Linked DNA regions of Sus scrofa: region 1 is linked to region 2. Evidence: chromatin contacts called from public promoter capture Hi-C data. All regions are on one chromosome and are shown on one strand. The core of a region is the stretch at or near the end of the contact, and the rest is flanking DNA. Distances in the headings are between cores, read along the strand shown.

Evidence for each region. Promoter capture Hi-C pulls out the DNA fragments that hold promoters and counts their contacts.
Region 1: a promoter capture Hi-C map of liver shows a contact between it and region 2, with 2.7 times the contacts expected there. The contact joins the promoter of DLX6 here to the promoter of SEM1 in region 2. A contact is called at or near these places in 1 of 5 promoter capture datasets (liver) and 2 of 47 Hi-C or Micro-C datasets (epiblast stem cells and fibroblasts).

What each region holds. Positions count from the first base shown.
Region 1 is chr9:76,621,777-76,627,132 of Sscrofa11.1, forward strand. DLX6 (homeobox protein DLX-6) reads left to right here and starts at 1,713. Exons shown (of 3, transcript XM_021063385.1): 1 at 1,713-3,966; 2 at 5,207-5,356. The coding sequence starts at 3,540. All of the region lies in intron 2 of LOC110255475 (a long non-coding RNA gene), which reads right to left.
Region 2 is chr9:76,346,550-76,351,416 of Sscrofa11.1, forward strand. SEM1 (26S proteasome complex subunit SEM1) reads right to left here and starts at 2,712. Exons shown (of 3, transcript XR_305553.3): 1 at 2,515-2,712. It overlaps LOC102167654 (a long non-coding RNA gene), which reads left to right and starts at 2,754. Exons shown (of 4, transcript XR_001298958.2): 1 at 2,754-2,863.

The DNA of each region.
Region 1 (5,356 bases), core at 463-2,962, 270 kb after region 2:
GCTACAGCCAGCCACTGAGCACCCAACTCCTCTCATGGAGGCTGGTGGCAGAGGCCACACGTGGCAGCCACTTGTCAGAGGCCACCTTAGCGCACTGTGTGGGGCCAGACTAGCTCTCCTGCTGACTATTCCCAGGGAACGGCTGGAAATCTGGACGCTTAAGCCTGCGGTTTGGATTCTACCCTGCAAATGCGCAAAGAGACCTCTGTCAGGCAGGCAGGGACCCCTCTCTCACTCCACTCCCCAGCATCTGGTGGTGTGAGCTAATCTAGGTCGCTCAGTAGTTCTTTACCTTACGCAAAAACTGCTACCTCAGCACAGCTGCACACTTGCTCCTCTGGAACACAGTGCTAGGATGTTATACTCTATATAATAAGGGAAGGATGAGAGCCCCTAGCTACTACTGGGACAATTCCAGCCCTCCTGGCTTCTTCAGGTATTAAGCAAACAAGAAGAAGAAGAAGGAAATCGAGGCAGCTATGGGCTAGATTGGGAACTCAGTGCTCAGTGCTGAGACCTTCCCGGGCCTGGCCACAACCCGCCCCTCTCCGGTGCAGCCAGAGTGGGGAGGAGGGAGAGCCTGCGAGGAAAGCAGGGCACCTGCGAGCATAAAGAGAGAAACACACATGCACAGGGCGAGGGTTAAGGGGGGACTTTACTGTGTTAACAGCAAGCTGCAGGGTATAAAGCAATAAAACTGCCACGTCTACCTGCTAGCTTTGAGGATATTACAAACTAGCTCGGCGCGCAGCCGGGATGCACGGAGAGCCTGCCAGGGGAGCGGGGGACCTTCTCTTTTTCTGACTTTGCCGTCTCCCCCGAGACACACACACACAGATACACACCTACACACATCACCCCCTTAAAGAGCCCACCTTTCATTTTCCTTGAAGTTTTTTGTTGTTTTAATTCACTGCTGATTTGTAAACGCGTGGATCGGGTTACTGGTTCGCGTGTTAAAGTGCACCTCTTGTTAAAAGGTAGGGGAACAAGGCATGCCACTTAAAAATGAATTCAGAGTTACTGAACCGGCTCCCGAGGCTCAAGAAGTTAAGCGCGGCAGGCTAGGAAAAGGAGGGGGAGACAAGAGTGGACGCTGCTACCCTGGGAACCCTGGAGAAAACCCGCGGGCAGTAAGTTTAAAGTCCTCTGATAAAATGGAGGAAAGAAGGAAATAAAGAAAGAAAAAGAAAAAGGCAAACTAGTCTAGCCAAGCCTTGAGACCCCGAGCTGGGAGCTGGGAAAATCAATTACCATAAGCCGCTACTGCTTCGCCTAGTATGGAAATAGCGTCCGAACTGGGGTGTCTGCAGCCACATTTTCTGAAATTATAACGGCAAGCGGCACCACTAAATCCCCCACCTCTCAGGTTCCTTGGGGGGGACAACTAATGGAGTCCAAGAAAACAGGGTGCAAAGAAGCCCCCCGTAGTTTTCCCAAAGGGAGACCCACACTAGTCCATGCAACCTCTAAACGCGTTGACCGGAACCCTTAGATTGTATGTTTCCCGACGTGGCCAAAGGTTCTCGCTTTGAATCATTTATTCGCAGACTGAAAGCTGGCGCCGAGCCCGTGGGGGTCTGCATGCCTTGTCCCCATCGACCAGCAGTGCGGAGTCCCAGAGCCACCCCCAAAGTCCCAGGACCCGGACGCGGGCGCAGCAGGCCTGCCCTCCTCGGCGCCCAGTCCCCGGTACGGCTTTTCCTACCTGGTGGCCGGGCCTGAGCTGCACGCTGGGGCTCCTCTGTCTCTGCTCGGCTGCCTCGACCTGAGTGGATCTTGAGACTACAGGGAGAGAGACTAGATCCGCAGCCCTGGGCTGCTCCGAACTTAATGTCTTTCCCCAGTCCATCTTTGAAAGAGAAGTGGTTCTACCACCTGGATGTGCGGATATAAATCCCCTTGCAAATAATAAATGGATTAATAATAACAAGGTATGAAGTTCTTTTTATAGAAAAAAAGGAGAGAATTGAAACTAAATGCGGCAGTTAGACAACCATTTTGATAAGAGGATAATTGAGGCGACACTGGTGTATAATTAGAGGATAATTTATGCTATATCCACTTTTATTCCACCTCCCAAAATAAACCCAGTCCATAATCATTACAGGCAAATTGTTCTGAATTTTATAGCAGCAATTTGAACAAAGTACTGCAGTTAATCATGGGAGATTTTTGTGTATTCCTGATTAGAACTCTAATTGCCTCCTTCCAGAAAGTAAAAATAACTGTAAAACGACTCTATTTTTATCATTAACAATGTTGACAATAAAATAAAATCAATTGGAATTGTAATCGAGAGACAAATTTAGGACGAAGGCACTTTTACTTGGGTAGTTTATATTGTAATCAAGATTTGCCAAACCACTAACCGCATGTATCATTTGCATATATTTGAAAGCATTACAGTAGCTTCTGTTTTCAATAGGAAAAAATGCATTACTGTCAGTGCTCCAACGATTCGCTTTCATAACTAGCTGCTGTGTTCTGGGAGAAAAAAAGGTCTCTCTCACCCCTTTTTGTTCAATATATAGGAAATACGGCCTGAAATGGCAGGAACCTCGCCAGAACAGGGTCTGATTTTTCTTTTTCTTTAGCCCCCCCAACACCCTTACCCATGGGGTGGGGCCCAGGTGTGGGGGTTCTTCTTCCCTCTATGGTTTCAATAAAGTACGTCTAGAAAAATCCACGGTGACAGGGCGCTCCCGCGGGACGGCAGTGGGACTGGGGGGCGGGGGGAGGAGGTCAAGGGAGGGGGCCTTGCTTTAAGTATAGAGGGCACTGCTTCTGAGCACAGGCAGCCTGCTAGGGTGCAAGGGGACTGTGAGGGAGCAGCCCTCCGCGGACTGTTCCAGGGCTGCGGTACTGGGAACCGAGGCTCGGGGTTTGGAGACGTGAGCTGTGGAGGGAGGCATCGGCGACCGGCCGGGCTGAGGCACCTCCCACCCCGGAGGCCTCTGCTCGGAGCCGCGCGGCCCCCGGCTGCAGCTCGGGGTTGGGATTGGAGTTACCAAAGGTAGGCGAAGAACTCGGAGAGAGGCGCACACACCAGTGGAAGCCGTGCGCCTGTGACGTCAGGGGGCGACTGACCAATGGGGAGGCGCTGCCCTTTGGAGACAAACCATTCGACTCGTGGCGTCTGCATCAAGTCTGAAAGCAGACGCGCAACTTTCGCAGAATCCACCTTAAAATCTCTGCCTTAAACTGCACCAGCCCCCAAAAAATCCAAGGGGGGAAAAAGGGGGGGAGAGTAGATTCCCCCCTCCCCCCTCTCCTCTCCCATCCCTCCCCCTTCCTCCTCCCTTTGAGTTAACAAGGCCCCGCTCACTATATCTCTTTATATTAAAAATATATATATTAGAGAAGAGCGAGGGAGAAGGAGAACCACCTCCGCCCCCTCTCTTTTTAATTTTTTTTTTTTTTTTTTTTTGCAAGGATCCCAAGAGCTAAGGTGGCTGCAGAGGGGAGAGCGGCGCGAGCCAAGTGGGGGAGGGTGGAGGAAACCCGGGAGAAGGCTTTCTCCAGCCCCCAAAGTTTTGATGATGACCATGACTACGATGGCTGACGGCTTGGAAGGCCAGGACTCGTCCAAATCCGCCTTCATGGAGTTCGGGCAACAACAGCAGCAGCAACAGCAGCAGCAGCAGCAGCAACAGCAACAGCAGCCACCGCCGCCGCCGCCGCCGCCGCAGCCGCACTCGCAGCAGAGCTCCCCGGCCATGGCAGGCGCGCACTACCCTCTGCACTGCCTGCACTCCGCGGCGGCGGCGGCGGCGGCGGCCGGCTCGCACCACCACCACCACCAGCACCACCACCACGGCTCGCCCTATGCGTCGGGCGGCGGCAACTCCTACAACCACCGCTCGCTCGCCGCCTACCCCTACATGAGCCACTCGCAGCACAGCCCTTACCTCCAGTCCTACCACAACAGCAGCGCGGCCGCCCAGACGCGAGGGGACGACACAGGTGAGAGGCCGCTGGGGCAGCTCGCTTCTCCCGCCTCCCGGCTGCCCCCCACCCCGCCCGCCCCGCTCCGCTCCACTCACTTCCTCAACGCCCGGGCCTCCGCCGGCCCCCTCCCCCAGGCAGCCCGGCGCGCCCCCGGCCAGGCCTCGTGCGCGCCCGCTCGCCTGGCGCCTGCCTGCCGGCCTCGCTGCCCCGGGCCCCTTCCCGCCGCCGCGGACCCTCGGCCTCCCCGCGGCTCGACCCGCCTCGCTCCTTGGTCTCCGGCGCGGAGCTCGGGCCGCGCCTCCCGCTCCGCGCGGGCTTCGCTCTACCAGATGGCCGGCACTGCGCTCTCCATCCTGCGGGATCTGTGCGCGCTTTGCCTCTCTCCTCCCCTCCGGGCTGTGACCTGGGGACATTTCTGGGCCGGAACTGGGGAGCGTGTTTTGCTCCCCAACCTAATGTGCGCAGCCAGTGGCCTACTTTGCGTGCAGCGCCCTTTGCGCCTCTGTGACCCGAGGGAAGCTGGAGTGGCCTCTGGCTCTGGTTAAGCTGGTGACAATTGGGTTCTTTCCCTCAGGCTTTGAGGGGTCTCCCACCCCCACCCCTAACTGTGCTCCCTCACTCTGGGTTTTCGATACACTGTTGGCTGCTCCTTTGTTCGTGGAGGTGAAGCAGAGGGCGCAGCACCCGTGGGGGACAAAGTTGCCGCGTGAGGCTCAGGCTGCTCCGATGCTGGTCTGAGCAGCTGGTTGTGTTTTGTTGGGGGTTTTCGTCCCTCTCGGCAGAATCATTTTCGAACACACCGAGGGATCTTGATGCACCGGGCTTGGAGCTAGTGACATCAAACCAAGTGGCCGCAAAATCGCTCGGGTGGCTCAAGCACAGCTTAAGGCACGGTAAAGCCAGGCCGAGGGGCCCGGCTCCGAGGAGAGAGCAGCCGCCCCGCGGCGCCGCGCGCCCCAGAGAGCAGCGGGCGCCGCCTCTGCTGTGGCAGAGCTGGGCTGTTTGCCCCGGGGCCCAGGGCGCTCCCTCTGTCCGGCCACCGCGCACGATTAGTCTGAGTCAGGGTCGGAAAGAAGCTTTTGAAGCCACTGGGAGCACCCGGGCACTGTGAAGCCAGAGAGGTTAGGGTGGCTTGGAGGTGCTTTGAGGAAAGCCTGTTGGCCTTGCGAAGACTCGGGTACAGGCCAGGCCAAGCTCAGGGAGACTGCAGCAGTAGCCTCACGAGTAACCGCTCTTCTGTATCCTTTGCTTGCAGATCAACAAAAAACCACAGTGATTGAAAATGGGGAAATCAGGTTCAATGGAAAAGGGAAAAAGATTCGGAAGCCTCGGACCATTTATTCCAGCCTGCAGCTCCAGGCTTTGAACCATCGCTTTCAGCAGACTCAGTACCTGGCCCTTCCTG
Region 2 (4,867 bases), core at 1,462-3,961:
ACATTCAAACCTAATGAGGACAAATTTTCTGTAAGGTTACCAATAAATATCAAATTACTTATGCTAATAAACCAGTCTGTTAGGAGACCTTTGTTGTCAGAAAAAAATATTCTTTGCTTTTCCTTTTAACTTTAATGAGTTTTTCTTTTTTTTTTTTTTTTTACTACCTACCAACATTTTGAACAAACTGACATTCACAACATAAGCTTAGTATAAGAACTATATATTCTGCAAAAGCAAAAGCTGATGAAATGGAAGTTGAAAAAAATCATGTGTATCATCAGGTACAGAACTATCTTTTTTTTTTTGCTTTTTAGGGCTACATCCTGTCTGCAGCATATGGAAGTTCCCAAGCTAGGGGTCGAATAGGAGCTAGAGCTGCCGACCTACACCACAGCAACAAAAGATCTGAGCCATGTCTGCGACCTACATACACCACAGCTCACCGCAACGCCGGATCCTTAATCCACTGAGGTATTAATATACTAGAGTCCTCATGAATACTAACTAGTTGGGCTCATTACCGCTGAGCCACAACGGGGAACTTCCAGGCACAGAGTTATATTTATATCCTTTTGAATTGGTTAAGTCTAACTACTTATTTTAAACACCGGTCCACCCATTCTGACAAGTATTTACTGACCACCTACAAATGTCCCAGGCACTTCACTAAACACCAGAGATTTAGGTTTAAGTTTGCTTGGGCTGAGGACTCAGGAAGACCTTTCAGATCCTGAGTTGACCACTTCATGGCAAGCTTTATATTCTCTGAGTCTCTGGAGTTCCCAGAATGGCTCAGCGGAAATGAATCTGACTAGCATCCATGAGGATGCAGGTTCGATCCCTGGCCTTGCTCAGTGGGTCAAAGCTCTGGAGTTGCCATGAGCTGTGGTGTAGACTGCAGACATGGCTCTGTCTGGCGTTGCTGTAGGTGTGGTATATGCCAGCAGCTATAGCCGACTGGAATATCCATATGCCATGCGTGGGGCCCTTAAAAAAAAAAAAAAAAAAAAAAACAAATTTTAAAAAATCTCTGAGCCTCAGTTTCCTCAGAGTTGTGGTAATTAGACTGCATGATGTAAATAAAGAGCCTAACACTGTATCCTGCACATGAAAAACAATGAATAAATGCTAACTATCTAAAACATGAAGTTTAAGTTCAAAGTGTATCGTAATCTCAAGCTAGTTTTCTACCACATAACTCAATGTTGGAGAATCATGAACCAACCTGAAAGTGAGATAAAGAAAACATGTCTGGACAGATAAATCCACTACCCAAACAAACACCAAAGATCCCCACAATACATAATGAATCCCAGAACTGAAAATAAATGTGCTTTGAGTTAGTTTATGAGTTTGTGTAGTATGCGCTCTAATGTCTTTTTCAACTAAACTGAGCACAGTGTAAATAAAAAGAACAAAACTTAGTTATGTGGTTTTATGTAGAGTAGGATCATGATGGAATACAACTTAGGACACTTTTAATGAAGCAGTAATTGCTTAGTGTAACAGATTTGTACACCATTAACCACAATTCTCCTGCTTCAGAAAGGCCACCCAATAGTAACCTCCTTTTCTTACTAGATAAGTATTTATCCTAGGTATAATAATTTGCCAATAGAGCCAATAATTCCGAAAAACTAATTGGCACCAAACAGATCTAACAAACAGAAGCAATATAAAGAGTTTAAGAGCGACAGTGTCTATTGAGCCAGATGGCCATCATTTCTAGCCAATTACGAGTTTGGGCAACTTTCTTACCCATTCCAAGCTCCAGTTTTTTTTTTTCTTTTTTTTTTTTTTTTATCTGAAAAACGGTAATACCAGTATCTACTTGCTTGATTGGTGAAAATGAATTCAAGCAAAACACTTAGACTAGCAACTCAGTCAATATTAGCTATTTGTTGTTACCTACTAAGAGAAACCTAAAGTGCCTCTTGGTAACCATGATGCTAATAAAAATGTTGACGTTTTAGGATCTTATAAATCCTTAAACTTATGTTTCTTCGATGAAACTGATCAAAAACGCGTGAGGAACAAGAGGAAGGCAATCACGTGTACTAAGCACCAACTTAATCCTCCCAAACTACTTAACAGGCTTCATATGTAAAGCCCTAAAAGTAAGTAGTACTGGCCTAACCAGGAACAACAACTGAATCCGGAAGGTTTAAATGCAAAGGAAGGCTGCAAAACCAAATTAAAAAATAATAAGGGGAAAAGAGGTTAAGTAGACACGAACGAGGTGGCGGGTAACCTGTTTGAAGAGTAATACTGGACTAGGGGAACCAGGGTCACCGTGGCTTCTTCCGATGAGGAAGCAAAAGGCGTTCGGCCTCACGGATAAGCTGAGTCCCATCGTGACACACTGACCCTAAGCCGGCCGCGGAGGGCCAGCAGACTGGGTCCACACCTTCCGCGGGAGCCGCTCCGCGGGACCCTTCCGCCCACACTGCCTCTACTCAGGAGGCCTGAGTCACTGCACGCGTGCCCAGAGGCCGCGGCCCAGCCGGTTACCTTCTGCAGGAAACTCCTCGAACTCGTCGTCCTCCTCCAGGAGACCCAAGTCTACCGGCTGTTTTTTCTCTGACATCGCGACCCTCGGTTCCCCAAACCTCTCAGGCCAGTGGAAAAGTTGGAACTCTCACTCTCTCCCCGCAACAGCCACGGCGGCTGCTCCTTCCGAGGCCGGCTCTACCATAGAGACGCGGGAGACGAGCAAGGGGAGCAGCGCGAGGAATGCTGGGATACTGAAGGTCCGCCCAGCGCTGCCTGCGGGTTTAGCAATCTTTCGGTTTAGAAAGTGGATTGTTTTGTGCCTTTGCTGTCTTATCTGGACCCTCTGAATTGGCAAACTGAGAACAGGGTAGGTTTCCCTGACTGGGAAAAACTCATAATTTGTAAAAAAAAAAAAAAAAAAAAAAAAAAAATTAACCCCTTTACTTAGTTTAGACTGAGGAATCAGTGTCGGCTAAAATCCACGAAAGGCCCCCAGCCAGGTGCCAGGCCCTTAATTTGGATTAGCTCCTTCCTCACAGCAGTTCCCTCAGCATAGTATTAAGCGTCTCCACATCACAGAAAATTCAGGTTTAGAGAGAAGTAGCCAGTGTCACTCAGGTAGTGCTACACAATCCAAATGCAAATTTGTTTGACAGACTTTAAGGTGCAAGCTTTTCCGCTGTTCAGTGTTCCTATTTTATAATTAAGCCGTGGTAAATACTATGCCAGATGGAGTGTGCGTGTGTGTAATAATTCGTTTACAAGTTATAAAATGATGCTATGTAAAGCTCAATATATGTAACATTTTCTGACATTCAAAATGTATCATTTTGAATTTTTCAGATGTTGAATATCGTTTTGAATATAGTTGTGAACTACTTAAAACTATATGGTATATGTATATGTACTATTACAAAAGAATATTTTGTGTATACATATATATATATTATGTATAATAACTTGATGTTATTGTAAATTTTAAGGAGTTCCCTTGTGGTGCAGTTGATTAATCACCTGGCATTGTCACTGTCTCTGCAGCAGCTGGGATCACCTCAGTGGCCCAGGTTTGATCCCTGACCCCAGAACTTACACGTGCCCCAGGCAGAGCTTTAAAAAAAATTTTTTTTGATACCTATGTTTGTATATTTAAATCCCATTCCTTCATTCAGCAACATTAATTTATACCAATTACAAGGCATTGTGCTAGAAATTAAACGTTTATACAAAGGCCTTCCTCTAAGGAGTTCATGTGCCACTCCCAGCCTTGTAAACAGATAAACGGCAATAGTAATGAAACATAGTAATACATTTGAATCTCTGTTTTGAAATAACATTATCTGAGAAATGAACAGAGTATATGGGCATACAGAGAATGGAGCAATTAAATAAGAGCACAAATTTGGACCAGAATTTGGGAACCTCCAATTAGACATAAATTTTTTAAAATAAGTTGGTTCTTATCATACTATTTTGTCTTGTATTGATTACTGAAAACCTTAGCAATCTTCAGATTAATTTCAAAATATATGTAATTTGGCATGTTTTATGAGTAAATGCCAAATAAATGAAAGAAGAGAAAATATAAGAAAAAGCTATTTGGGAGTAAATGTAGACAGTGGTACCTATTAGAGTTTCATACTCTCTATTATGCCCTCAATCGTACATATTACATATACCACTGGCAGCAATATATGGCAGTGAAGTTTGGGGCAGGCAATTTGATTTAAACAGCAAAGAATTAAAAACAAATCACAAGTCTGAGTCAGCCAGTTTGTGCAGGGATAAAAGATTTGCCCAGGGACAAATCCAAAGAGACAAACATTAAGGACTTTTAGGAGAGGGTTAAGGGGGTATTTGGGACTAGCTGCTGATGGGTACAAAGTTCCTTTGTGGCGTGATAAAAATCTTTGGAACTGGATAGTGATCATGGTTGCAAAACATAGTGAATATACTAAAAACCACTGAAGTGTACACTTCAAAATGTTGAATTTTATGTTATATGAAGTGTGTATATCTCAACTTTTAAAATGCTGTACAAATTTTTGATCAAAATTCAATCAAGCATTTCAAATTCTAGTTCCTGGGCCTATTATTTAATCTGGTATATGATGATGTTTGTATCAGTTATTAGCAAGAGAAAAAGAAACAATGGCAATGTAATGATTTTTCTCCTAAAACTGAATATATTCAATGTAAAAGAATAATTTAAAAAAACAACAACTTTATGTTAAATCCCTAATTTAAAAAAAATTTACCTGATTTATTAAATCCAGAGTGCTGCAACCACAGAAATAACTTCTCATTTTAATTATATTGGCACATGGCACATGAGCAACTTCTCATTTTAATGATGATGGCACATGGGAAAACT